Regions from separate parts of the Mus musculus genome. Here region 1 is linked to region 2. Evidence: chromatin contacts called from public Hi-C data. All regions are on one chromosome and are shown on one strand. The core of a region is the stretch at or near the end of the contact, and the rest is flanking DNA. Distances in the headings are between cores, read along the strand shown.

Region 1 (6,080 bases), core at 266-2,765, 1.2 Mb before region 2:
GCTCATGTTCAAAGCAGGTAAGTAAAGGCTTTTACCCTAAAAAAAGTTCCTTTAGGTTCTAATATTCTGACTTCTAAGAGACAGAATTTTTATATCAAATTCTTTAGAATGACATTATAAATAAATATATATATGTGCGTGTATGTGTATATATATATATATATATATATTGCTTGCTCTGTGCCAACACTGAGATAGCATTTGTTTTAAACATGAATAAGACATGATTCCAGACTCAAGTTCAAGCTGGCAGGAGAGACAGGTAATTGAACAAATAATACATCCTAATGAATACTGCAAAACTATGTCAAGAGCTATCCGAGTTCATTGTACTGTCAATGTCACCGGAGGGAGTCTAAAAAGAATCATCTATGAATTGGGTTTTGATAGATGATAAGACAGAAGGAAAAGCAAGCATTCTAGCAGACTATATGGACTCACATGGCACAGTGTTTGGAAAGGAATTAGGGGTGGCAATAAGATGACACTGAAAAGGTAAAATATGATGAGATAGGATGGTAAAAAACCCTGATGAATCGATATGCTTAAATTAGAACTTGAAAAAGTTTCAGGCGAATACATGTCACAGTAAGTATGGAAGGCTGAGGCGGGGACACCGGTTTGGGGTGGAGGAAGGGCAACTGTAACAGTCACAGTGAAAGAAGCAAAAAAACCTGGTGCAGTGTGAGTGGAATACAGAACGTAGGCAGTTCTGAGGTCCGTGTTCTGGAAAGGAGGACGGGAAGAAAAGAGAGTCCTCACTCTTGAGGAGCAGACACAGATGCTGGTAGCAATATAAAAAGCATGTGTCTTTCAAAGAAAACCTTAGAATGGGATAAAGAAAGAATGCGTGCAGACCACACACACCAATAAGCATCCTGTCCACACACATCACTCTGAAAGCAGAGAACTGCACTGTTCTTGAAAATGGTGGAATGCACACACTTGGAGCTTCTGAAACATTTGTCTGGAGAAAACCAGTTTTTCAACTTGAAACCGAATTTGGAAGGCCGCTGAGGGACTCAAACGATCCCAGCAGCTCCCTCAGGACCGTGGCTAAGTCCCAGGCGCAAACGCGGTCAAGTGTGCTGAGGTAAACTCAACAGTGACAAGTCCCTCAGGCCACCGCCCACGGAGCTCCCGAGTGGCAGGAAGGGGAACCCGGAAGGGGTGTCCCGCGGCGTGCAGGCCCAGGGTTTTCAGGGAACTTTCCGTACCTCAGTTCCCGGCAGGACCTCAGGGAGAGCACGGAGAGAGGAAGCCCGGCTCAGAGGCTCGCCCACGCGTGTAGTTATTCCACTGCGCTTCAGTCCCCCTGGGGCGACGACCACCCGCGAGGTGGAGTGCCCACGGAGTGGTCTCCGCGCCCTCGCTGCGCCTGCTCAGCGAGCGGACGCACAGTCCTGCTCACACAGCGGCGGGACGTACGGGAAACCCACTCGTCTCGGCCCCATCCCGGGCGGACCAGAACCTCCGCGACCCGCAGCCGCTGAGCGACAAGCCTCGCGAGACTTCCCTCTGCTGGTTCCCGAAGGCCCCACCCCCGGTAAACGGCTGGCCGTTGATTGGAGAACGGGGAGGGGGCGGGGCTTCTCTCCTCGCCCCCCTCTCAAGGTTTTGCTCTGCCGCTCGCACACTCTCGCGTGTTTTCCGAGGGGCTACCGGCCCGGACTGGAGGCGGAGAGGGGAGGTTGGGTGGGTAGGCTCTGCCTGTCCAGAGCCGAGGCTGGCTTGTCCCGGCCGTGGCTTAGTACTTTGTGGGGGGATCTCTCGGGTCGTCCTGACCGTTCTTCCCTACGGTTGATTGGGAACAAATGTTAAAGGCTTTTTTTTTCCCCTCACTTGCTCCGCCCTCTTCCGGTTCGGCCTCTGGTGGCTTCTAAGGAGAAGGGAAGATGGCGGGGCTGTGCGAGAGCGCCGTGCGCACGCGCGAGTCCGAGTGCGCTCTTGTGCTTGCACGCGCATGCGCGCGCCCCTGCGTTTAAGCAGCCGGAGTGTTGGGAGATGAGCCGGGCAGTCAGTCTTCTGCGGGTTGTACCAGACCGACTGTGCGCCGACTCCCCACCCACCCTCGTCCGCCTTCTCTCTCAGCCTCCGTTCATTCACTGCAGGACCAGGCACGAAAGTAAGCGAACCTCGATGCCGAGGTCTTCCCCATCCACTCACCTCGTTCGCCGCCCCCCACCCCCCTTGCAGTCAGGTGTGTGCAGAAGGTTTGCAGACAGGGACTTTGGCGGGGAGGGGCGGTGCGTTCCAGAGCAGCAGGAGGTAATAGCGGGACCCTAAGGTGGTTTGTTACCTTGAACACTTGCTGTTTCCCAGGTGCTTTAGAATGTAGGTTTAAAAAAAAAATTTTTTTTTTTTTGGTCTGTAAAATTTTAGGAGCGAAGCAGGGCAGTGCACCACATGTTCTGTGTTTATAAGAAAAAGTTTTAGAAGTGTTTTCTCTTCGCCAGCATGGGATAGCATCTGCTTGTTGTGGTCTACGTGGTGAATTACTGTAGTGTATTGCAAGTGGAGGGAGAGGATGAGTTTGAAGCCATAGAAAGACGCAATATGCAGTTACCGTAGGAGATGTGTGTCTATTTTGGGTTGTACTTTTGCTGTCAGTCTTTTCCTGTTGATTTCCCTTAGCCCCTAACAAGGATCACCATAAATACATTTGAGGAATTAGATCTGTGATTTGTAGGCATAAGAATCAAATACAATGTGCACAGATGTTTTCTTCTATTTTAAGTGCTTTGTAAAAGAAAAAAAGAAGTATGAACTAACTTCATTTGGTAGATAGACTGCATGGTATGATGTGGCATATTCTTTGAACTGGCACCATTACTTTGGCCTTTTTTGCACAAAATTCTCAGAACTTAGGATCCGTATCAAATCTTGAAAACACACTTAAGTGAGAAATCATTTATGATAAATGTTATGTGTCATCGTTTTGACTAGTTTGTTTATCCTTTTACAGGTTAAAACAAAATGAAGATTTTTTCTGAATCTCATAAAACAGTGTTTGTTGTGGATCACTGCCCATACATGGCAGAATCCTGTAGGCAGCATGTGGAGTTTGATATGCTGGTGAAGAACAGGACCCAAGGCATCATCCCTTTGGCTCCCATCTCCAAATCCTTGTGGACTTGCTCAGTAGAATCTTCCATGGAATATTGTAGAATAATGTATGACATATTTCCTTTCAAAAAGCTGGTGAGTGTTATGAACACAATTGTGATGGGATGATGTACTTAATTAACTGTGTCTATAATTATTATGTGAATTTACTGTAGATTTATAACTGTATAGTTCAAATGTATGTAGAGCTGCCCTTTATGATTAGTGCAGTGTTGGTATTTAGTTGCAGACAGCAGTAATGATGGCGCTGAGCACTTACAAGATCCAGGTGTATCCCAAAGTACTGTATACCTACTGGCCTCTCCAACAGTCCAGTGAAGTATGTACTATCTATACATGTTAGGCCATATATAAAGTATGTTGTAAGCATGGAACAGGCACTGAACTTTGAGAACAATTGGGAATGTTGAGGTTATTTTGTAGCCCTGGCTGTCCTGGATCTCACTTTGTAGACCAAGTTGGCCTTGGACTCACAGAAGTCCACCTTTCTCTCAAGTGCTGGGATTAAAGATGTGAACCATTTCCCCAACTCCAAAAAACTAAGTTTTTGTTGTTGTTGTTGCTGGTGTTTTGTTTTTCTTTTCTTTTGTTTTCATCAGTAAGAGGAAACATTGACATTTGATAGAAATTCCAAATATTAAAGTTACCTTTAGGTTTGAGTATCTTAGATGTTTCAGGGTTATTTGCAAGTAGATGGCATGTGTTCGATCTTACTTGCAGAAGCCTAAGCTGGAACCTAGCAGATGAGATTTTTTTGCTTGGCCAAGGTCCTTATCATCTTACCTGATCGGATTTTGTTTTGTTGTGGTGCTAGGATTGATGCTAACACTGCATGATAGGCAAACACTATATCACTGAGTTGTATTTTCATCCCTTACAGTATTTTTTAACTTTGTATTTTACTGAGGGTGAAGAAAGAATGTAGTTTATGACTGTTATTTGCCTGTCAGTGTGGCTGTCTGTGCCTTTCATGGCTATCAGTGCTCAAATACCCTGCTTCTTCAGGGTTACCTTTAAACCTTCTACTTGTTTTGGATTTTGCCTTTTGGGAAGTGTATTTAAATTTAAGACCTTTTACATCTGCTGTTTGCTGTACTTGGAGTTATCTATTCCTGGCTTGTTTTGTGGCTGGTTCACTAGTCAATTTGTAGCCCCCTCAAGTTGCTACGTCTGTAGAGGGCCTATGTGTCAACACCTGGTCTTGAGTAGTTTTGAGTTACTTTTCATAGCATTTATCATTCCCTGAAATGACCCTGTACATTATATTTGCTTGTGTTTTTCCTATACTGCTTTACCACATTTTTCACCCCAGACATTCTCTACATTGTGACAGAACTGTTTTATCTATCTCTTCTTTCCCATATACTCAGTGCTGGAATAGCAGCTGCATGTCCCAGGCATTTATGCCTGTACAGTAGATGGATCAGATGATTTCCAGTGCTAGGAATCGTGTGTGGTTTTACAGTGTGATGGTGACTGAGAAAGTAGAGTGGAATACTAATTGTTTCTTTGACGTCTATTAGGTGAATTTCATTGTTAGTGATTCGGGAGCACATGTTTTAAATTCTTGGACTCAAGAAGACCAAAACTTACAGGAGGTATGTGCAGTTTTTGAAAATTATCTGAATGTGGTAAAACTTTCTAAGAATAATTTTTTTTAATTCCTGTATCTAATGCAGAATTTTAATATCCTAACTTATATTACAAGAAAAACAGCTCTTTCCATTTCAGCACCCCCCAAGAAAATCTCAGCTCTAGTGTCTTTTTTTACTTATATGTTAAATATAATTTCTGTATAGCATTTTTTTATTGAATTCTTAATAAATTTTATCTTTAAACTTTATCATGATTATTAGTAATGATCTACTAAAACTTCCACACTCATGCTTTTCCTTTGTTTTTTCTGATCAGAATTTTTGTTAGAATTTTTATTAGAATCCTATATTTGCATTATAATATTCATAAAAGTATTGTTCACTACTGTGCCAAATATTGTTTATGATTATTTATTTGTAGAATTTATCATTTCCTTTGCCTCTCTGCATACCTATTGTTATATACCTGTATACATATGTATCTGTATATATGCCTCTCAAAGCCTCTCAGTATCAGATAATTCAGGGTTTCCTCTGCACAGACTGCATGACACCAGGCGTCTTCTGCTTCTCACATTGCATTGATTCCTCTTTGTGACCATTTGTCTGGTAGAGTATGGCCTCCACAGTTCCTGTAACATGATTCTTCTTCTCAGTATTTTGGATATAGAAGGAATAATCTTATCGAAATTGTGAGGATCTCACTCCACTATTCCTTTGATGCTGTTGAAGTCTAGTGTTGTGCCGTGCCATTTGAATGCTGAGGTCTTAAGAGTCTTTTATTTTCTCATTTATATTCTGAACATTTTCAGTGTTCTGCCTGTGTGGGGCTTTTCTTCATTTGTTGGATTGAACCTTATAGTCTTTTTAGTTAAGGAAATTCTGAGTTGTGTCTTTGATATTATTCTTATATTGTTCAATGTATTTATTAGTAGGATGTTGGACTTCCCAGTTTAAAGTCACTTTTCTCATTGGGCTCCTCTCTGTTATTTGACTATTTTGAACCTTTAAACTCTTATTTGGAAGTTTTATTTGGCTGTATTTTAATTTTCAAGAGCTTGTCCTTATATTTTAATTATGTCCTTTTGTCAGATTTTTTTTCATTTTATGGTTGTATATATTGTAGGGTTATTAATTAGGGCTTATTGAAGATCAGTTTTAATCCCTCTGTTCCCAGAGTACTTTCCATGTTGAGACTTTACTTAAATGCCTGCTGACTTTTGGCTATCTAGTCTCATTTACTAGCAAGGCACTGAACAGGCAATTAGAAGATCCTCAGTTGTAGGTAGATATTCCTGTCTGGGCTTCACTGTGCTATAAGCCAGTTGTTCTTATTAAAGAACTGCAAGGGAAGAGAGG
Region 2 (6,153 bases), core at 153-2,652:
ATTTTAGTTAACTGGCCTCTTCAAGTGTTTTCAAAGAGACAAATGGGAAGAGATACAATATGTTAGTGGACATGAGAGAGTGGGGGAGGGGACATTTGGTGGGCATAAGCAAGTAGGGGGGTTGGTGGACATGAGAGAGTGGGGGAGGGGGCATTTGCCTCTAGCATATTCAGCACACCATATGGATGTTTTTGTCTTCACAATGATTTAAGAAAACATATTTTTCTAACTTTGCAGATGAAAAAGTTGAGCCAAGAGTATCCAGTAGCTACCACAGGAGAACCGCTTGTTAGCCAGAAGCAAGATGCAGTGGGCTGCCCACCTGGTCTCCAGAGTGTGTCTCCTCTGCTGACATCAGACCCATTTCTTCAGCATTTCAACACAAGTCAAAGACAAGCAGCTTCCAGGAAACTTCTAGTCCCTCCACAGCAGGTGAGTACTGCTGAAGCCTCCAGCTTAGGGTCCTTAGCCTCTGCAGTGTAGAGACAGCCATTGGGCTATCCAGCCCTATCAAGTCAGTCAATCTGGTGAATTCTCATGGATGTAAGTATGTGTATATATGTTTACACAGTCACAGTGTGTGTATGCATTCTCCCTGCCCTGTTCCTCTAAAACTCTGACAAACCACAGAGGAGTGCCCAGAGGTCACCAAGTTCTTGCTCCCAGACTAAAGGACTGCTCATAACATGAGGTACCTGCATCTCTAGAACCTGTCTGTCTCTCCACGTCTTTGCTCTGGTGTCAACTTTACCTGTAACCACTCTGTTACCATGACAGCAAGGCAGGAAGCAAGAGAGTGTGGGGACAGTGGAGGAGTTTGAACATGACAATCGAGGCTTAGTGGCCCACACCTGTCACTCCAGTAGTAGGGAGGCCAAGACAGGAGGATCTCCAGTCAAGGCCAGCATGGCTTACAGAATGAGACTCTATCATCCAAACAAACAACACACACACACACACACACACACACACACACACACACCCCAAAACAAAACATACCAAGGAGAGTGGGTGCATCATGCAGGGCCTGGTTACCTGCATGGTCCACTCGGCCATACTTGGAGGCCATCTGGACCCACTGAACCTCAGAGTAGAGAGGATGAGGAGGCTTGTGAGTCCTTTTCTGTCTGTCTAAGCGCACAGTGAGCTCACTCACTGCCCTGGGTGGTGTCTAGAGGATTAAAGAAAACAAGAAATGAAAGCACTAATCCTGGTGCCTAGCACACATCAATCACCAAGTGTGAGACCGCAGCGCCGAGGATGGAAGCTAGCGCTGTGCTCAGTGACAGCCTGCACAGTCATGCTTGAGTAAAAGCTTCCTGGTGTGGACTTGAAGGATGAATAACAGGAATCTGCATGTCGTGGGGGTGGCATGCGAGTGGGTGTGTGAAGCCTCATGAGCAGGATGTGCAGGGATAAAAATAGCCCTCCAGGCAGCTGGTAAACACCTTCCATGGGGAGACAGTAAGACACCATGGTCTTCTTCCCATTTTCCAAAATGTCATCTCTCATCAGCCAAGAGCTTTGAAGAATGTTTGGTCCTAGTGACTCATCACCACCATAAACCAATCAATCACTGTGACTCATTCCCATCCCTGTTGGAGCAGCAATACAGACAAGTAGTGTGTGAATGCTCGAGAGTATGTGAGTGTGTTTGTGTGTGAGAATATGTGTGAGTGTATGTGTATGTGAGTGTAAGTGTGTGTATGTGACTGTGTGTGTATGAGTGGTATGAGTATATATGTGAGTGTGTGTGTGACTGCATAACTGTGTGAGTGTATGTGTATGTGAGGTGTGTGTCTATGTGAGTGTGCATGAGTGTGTATGAGTATATATGGGACTGTGTGTGTGCATGTGTGACTGTATGAGTGTGTGTGTATGTGAGTGTGTATGTGTGAATGTGAGCCTGTATGAACGAGTGTGTATGTGAGAGAGAGAGAGAGAGAGTGTGTGTGTGTGTGTGTGTGTGTGTGTGTGTATGCACATGTACACATACAGATGTGCCTCTCTGCACCTGAGACTTGCTTTCTGCAGAGTAGAGAACATTCGTTTAAGCACAGGAGAGTTGATAGTGGGCTGTTCCACCATGAGAATCAGCAATGGTGGAACGACACCAGCGTTAAACAACAAAATCCAAAGGACGGAAAGAGTCAAGCACTGTGCTTGTTTTTTGGTTGGTTTTATTTTCTTAGTGGTTGAACCCAGGGCCTTGTGTGTGCGAGAAAAACACTACTTCTGGGCTGTTAAAACATCTCTATTATGCTGACATTTTGTGATGTGGGCCCAAGAAAGTATTATAAAAATGCATATTTCAATGCAACATTTAAAATTTTCCTAGCACCTGGAAATAGTGATGAACCTGATGATGCTTCTCTTGACCTAACGGCGCGGGAAGGAGTGGAGAGCCCGAGAGAAGCCATGTTGAAATGCTCTCTTTCACTTGGTCGTCTGCACTCAGGCTTCCTGTGTCTGGTATGTGATCATGCCAAGGTTAAACATTTAAGAGAAAAGTAGGGAATGCGAAGACATTTCAAAACGTTGTGTCAACTTAGCTCCTTCCAGATCTAAGCCCCAGTACTAGCTTATTATATTTTGAATAGATATGGAGAAATAAATAATAAAAGCAGCTTCATTTGCCACTGACGGGCAACATATGAGCACAGCGTAGAATGTTCGAGGAGGCAATATTGTCACTGAAGCAACTGAACCAGACTTACACACAGCAACTGTTAAGTAGCTAGGGCAGTGAAGGGCAGGTACGCATAATGCTACTTCCAGGTACATAAAATACAACTACTTATTATTGACTTGTAAGCTATGGGTTAGAAGAAATATAAACAAGCTCAATACAGTGTTGACTCTGGGGAAGAGGAAGAAGAGAAAGAAGGAGAAGAGACAGGAAGTGGACTCAGCTTTATCATTCAGGTTAAAAACAACAGAGTAAGCTGTTGACAGCTGGGACTGGAAAGGCAGCCGGCACACCTACTAAAAGTGTGCCCTCCTCCTGTGGAGAACTAGAGTTTGGTTCCCAGCAGCCATGCCCCATTCACAGGGCTCACAGCTGCTATCAACTCCAGCTCCAAGAGAATAACCCTCTAACCCTCTGCTGGCCTCTGCTGGTAGCTGTAGTCAGTTCTCTCTCTCTCTCTCTCTCTCTCTCTCTCTCTCTCTCTCTCTCTCTCTCTCTCTCTCTCTCTCTCTCTCTCTCCCTCTCTCTCACACACACACACACGCATGTGTCATTTCAAACTCTTTTAAAAGAATGCTGACATTATGACTTAGCTACACGATTGCATTTTTATCTTAGAATTCTTCATCAGACTTTATAAGTCTAGTGTGACTAAAAGTACAGTTCCAAATAAATGAAAGATAGTATATTCTGAGCCAAAGTGAACTTTTATAGCCATGAAACAAAAGATAGTAATAAATCAATACATTAACCAAACAAAATTGTGGGGAAGTCGGGTAGATGGGCTATAGCAAAACAGGGAGACCATGATAGGTTTCATATGCTATCTGATGTGGTCTGCGTTAATATATTCAAAGTGGAAGATGACTCACCAGATAAAGGAAGGCCTGTTTCCAAGCCTGATGACTGGGTTCCCTGGAGAGAGACCTGACTCTCACAAATTATCCTCTAATCTCCACATCTAGCCTAGGCACATCTAACCCTAACCCTAACCCTAACCCTAACCCTAACCCTAACCAAGCACACGCACACGCACACACACACACACACACAAAATGCAATTTAAAATTATAACAGTATGATGAGGTTTAATCTGAGAGCCAAGAGGATGCTAGGTGTGGTGGTTTGAATGAGAATGGCCCCATAGACTCAGATAGTTACTTGGTCCCCAATTAGTGCAACTGTTTGAAAGGATTAGGAAGTATGGCATCATTGTTGAAGGACTGGGTATCACTCTTAGGGGCAGGCTTTGAGGTCTCAAAAGACTCATACCATTCCCAGTGTGCCTGTCTCTACCTCCTACTTATGGATCAAGAAGAGAGCTCTCAGCCATCCCTGCCTCCGTGATGTGAGCTCTCAGCCATCCCTGCCACCATGATGTAAGCTCTCAGCTGTCCCTGCCTCTGTGATGTGAGTTCTCAGCCATCCCTGCCACCATGATGTGAGCTCTCAGCCATCCCTGCAGCTATTGCCCTCACCTAGGGGTGCTCTGTGTCTGGGACTTCTAGAAGCTAGGCTGACCTCGGGTGTAGAACGGTGATCTTGGTGCTTCCACACAGAGAAGAATGAGATGGCTCACAGAAGAGGAGTGAGATAGCTCAGAGTCAGCAAGGGTCTGAGGCAGAGTAAAGGGTTCAGAGGAAGGCAGAGCCACCAGTCCAGAACATGTCCTTCTTGCAAAGTGGTTCCTGGGTGCTTTGTGTAACCTCAGATAGAGAGGGAACAGACAGACCAAAAGCGTGACAAGAGCAGGAGATAAAAACTGAGTCAGACAGTTGTAGGGGGAAAAGGTACAAAGTGACCACTTCTGACTTTTGTCCTTGGCTAGAATCCAGAAAAATCTCCACTTAGCATTTATAAACCCAACACCCCGGGCTGTGCCATCTTCCACATAGTAGAACCTCTACAACACATCAGTCAGAGGGAGCAATAGGGACAAACAGTGAGGAGATTTAGTCCATGTGCTGGGAAGAACAAACAGAACGGTCCAGTGACCCCAAAGCCCAAATGGAGGGCTCAGGCAGGCAGGTTGGTTACAAGAAAGGAGCAATCTCTGCTGCAGGCCTTGATGCTGCCTAGTGACATAGTGACATGTTAGCCTTTGGGTTGGTGGAACATAGCTGGTCTGTGTGTACATTCCAGAAAGCTTACTTACCGAGTAGTCAGTCACAGGGCGTGTGTTAGGCCTGGCACAGAGGTGATCCAGAAATGGCTCTCATGAGAGCTAAAAACAGCCTGGACTAATTAGGCTTCCAACCTACACCTCTCCTGTCCAAGATCACAGAAGTCAATCAGCCTCAGAGAATCCTAAACAGGGTATTGCTCTCATCTAAGAACTCTAGTTTGCACTAGCCTGGGCTACTAGTGACCTTGAGAATAGCCTGAGCTACATAAAAAGACCCTGCCTCAAAATCACATGTAAAACAGCACACACATCCATACATCCCCTGAAGATATGTATTTTTTTAAACAGGATTTCTTTTCTTAACTCTTACTGTGTGTAAAGACATCAGGGTAGGGGTGTGGGGCACAGTGGGGACATTTCTTCTGACTCCAGTAGTTAGATAGGTTTCAAGTTTCTTGGCTGTGGACTTTCCTGTCTTCTGTCTTCTGTTCAGTGCAAACTGCCACCAAGGTAGCATTCTGAATGCCAGCCACCAAGTATCACTGCAGGGAGCAGCTAGCTCTCTTTACAGCTTGGAGGAGGGAACACACTTGACATAAAAATACACTTCATTATGCTGTTGCTGTCCGTTATGTTTATCACTTTTAAGTGTGTGTCTCTTCCACAGGAAACAATGTAATTAATAAGACCCAGCTCTGCTGTCTCTTGAGAAATGCTCTGGGGAGCCACTCTTAAATAACGCAGAGGTGACCTTGTACAAGGTCATGAACAGCAGAGTCCGGGGGGCGCTGGGGGCAGGGGGCGTAACACAGCAGAGTCCAGGGATGGGGCAGGGGGCAGGCTGTTCTGTGTGAAGTGTGCCCCATGCGATTCTGACTGTCAGCTGGACTGGTAGATTGTACTTGCTGAAATGAGGGAAAGTCCTGAGGGCAAGAGCATTTGGGAACATGGTACTAAACAAGTCTTAGCTTCATGGCTTCTAACAGGCTGTTGGCAGTCCCAGCCTTTCAGTGGAGGGGAGGCCTGAAGCGTTTCTTAGATTGACTTAACCACAGAACATTTTTTTAAAATTCTGAATCACCTTGTAGCGAGTGAAACCAGATCTGTCCCACCTGACATGTGGGCAAACCCGGCTGTTTTATTCAGTGAGCTGTCAATGGGAGACAACAGACAACTCAGACTCTAAAACTCTGACTCTTACCTTTAGCCAGCAGGTTGTATAGGGAGGGGGAACAAAGGCAGCCAGTCATTCTAAAGTCTAGCCTTGTCCCTCTGGGCAGGTGGTCAGCCTTAGCTCTCAGATGCACACATTGCTGTTCATTTGCCCTCTGGGTAGCGG

What was found. Hi-C and Micro-C count contacts between places; a contact is called where the count stands out from the background.
Region 1: a contact with region 2 is called in a Hi-C map of cortical neurons, with 2.1 times the contacts expected there. The contact joins the promoter of Fgfr1op2 here to the enhancer-like site in region 2. A contact is called at or near these places in 2 of 39 promoter capture datasets (the 3T3-L1 cell line and pre-B cells), 2 of 484 Hi-C or Micro-C datasets (B cells and cortical neurons) and 1 of 115 datasets of contacts at active chromatin or transcription factors (astrocytes).

The regions. Positions count from the first base shown.
Region 1 is chr6:146,573,346-146,579,425 of GRCm38.p6, reverse strand. Fgfr1op2 (FGFR1 oncogene partner 2) reads right to left here and starts at 1,515. Exons shown (of 7, transcript NM_026218.2): 1 at 1,218-1,515. Ints13 (integrator complex subunit 13) reads left to right here and starts at 1,591. Exons shown (of 18, transcript NM_138757.2): 1 at 1,591-2,125; 2 at 2,966-3,201; 3 at 4,650-4,724. The coding sequence starts at 2,977.
Region 2 is chr6:145,369,195-145,375,347 of GRCm38.p6, reverse strand. LOC105247329 (a long non-coding RNA gene) reads left to right here. Exons shown (of 4, transcript XR_001785414.2): 3 at 238-432. Among named protein-coding and RNA genes, the nearest start is that of Gm38926, 24 kb to the right of the region's middle. Within about 2 kb of position 1,402, at least 93 of the 459 cell types and tissues checked have an H3K27ac peak or open chromatin away from gene starts, as enhancers often do. A contact at or near this core is called in B cells and cortical neurons, where this site is marked.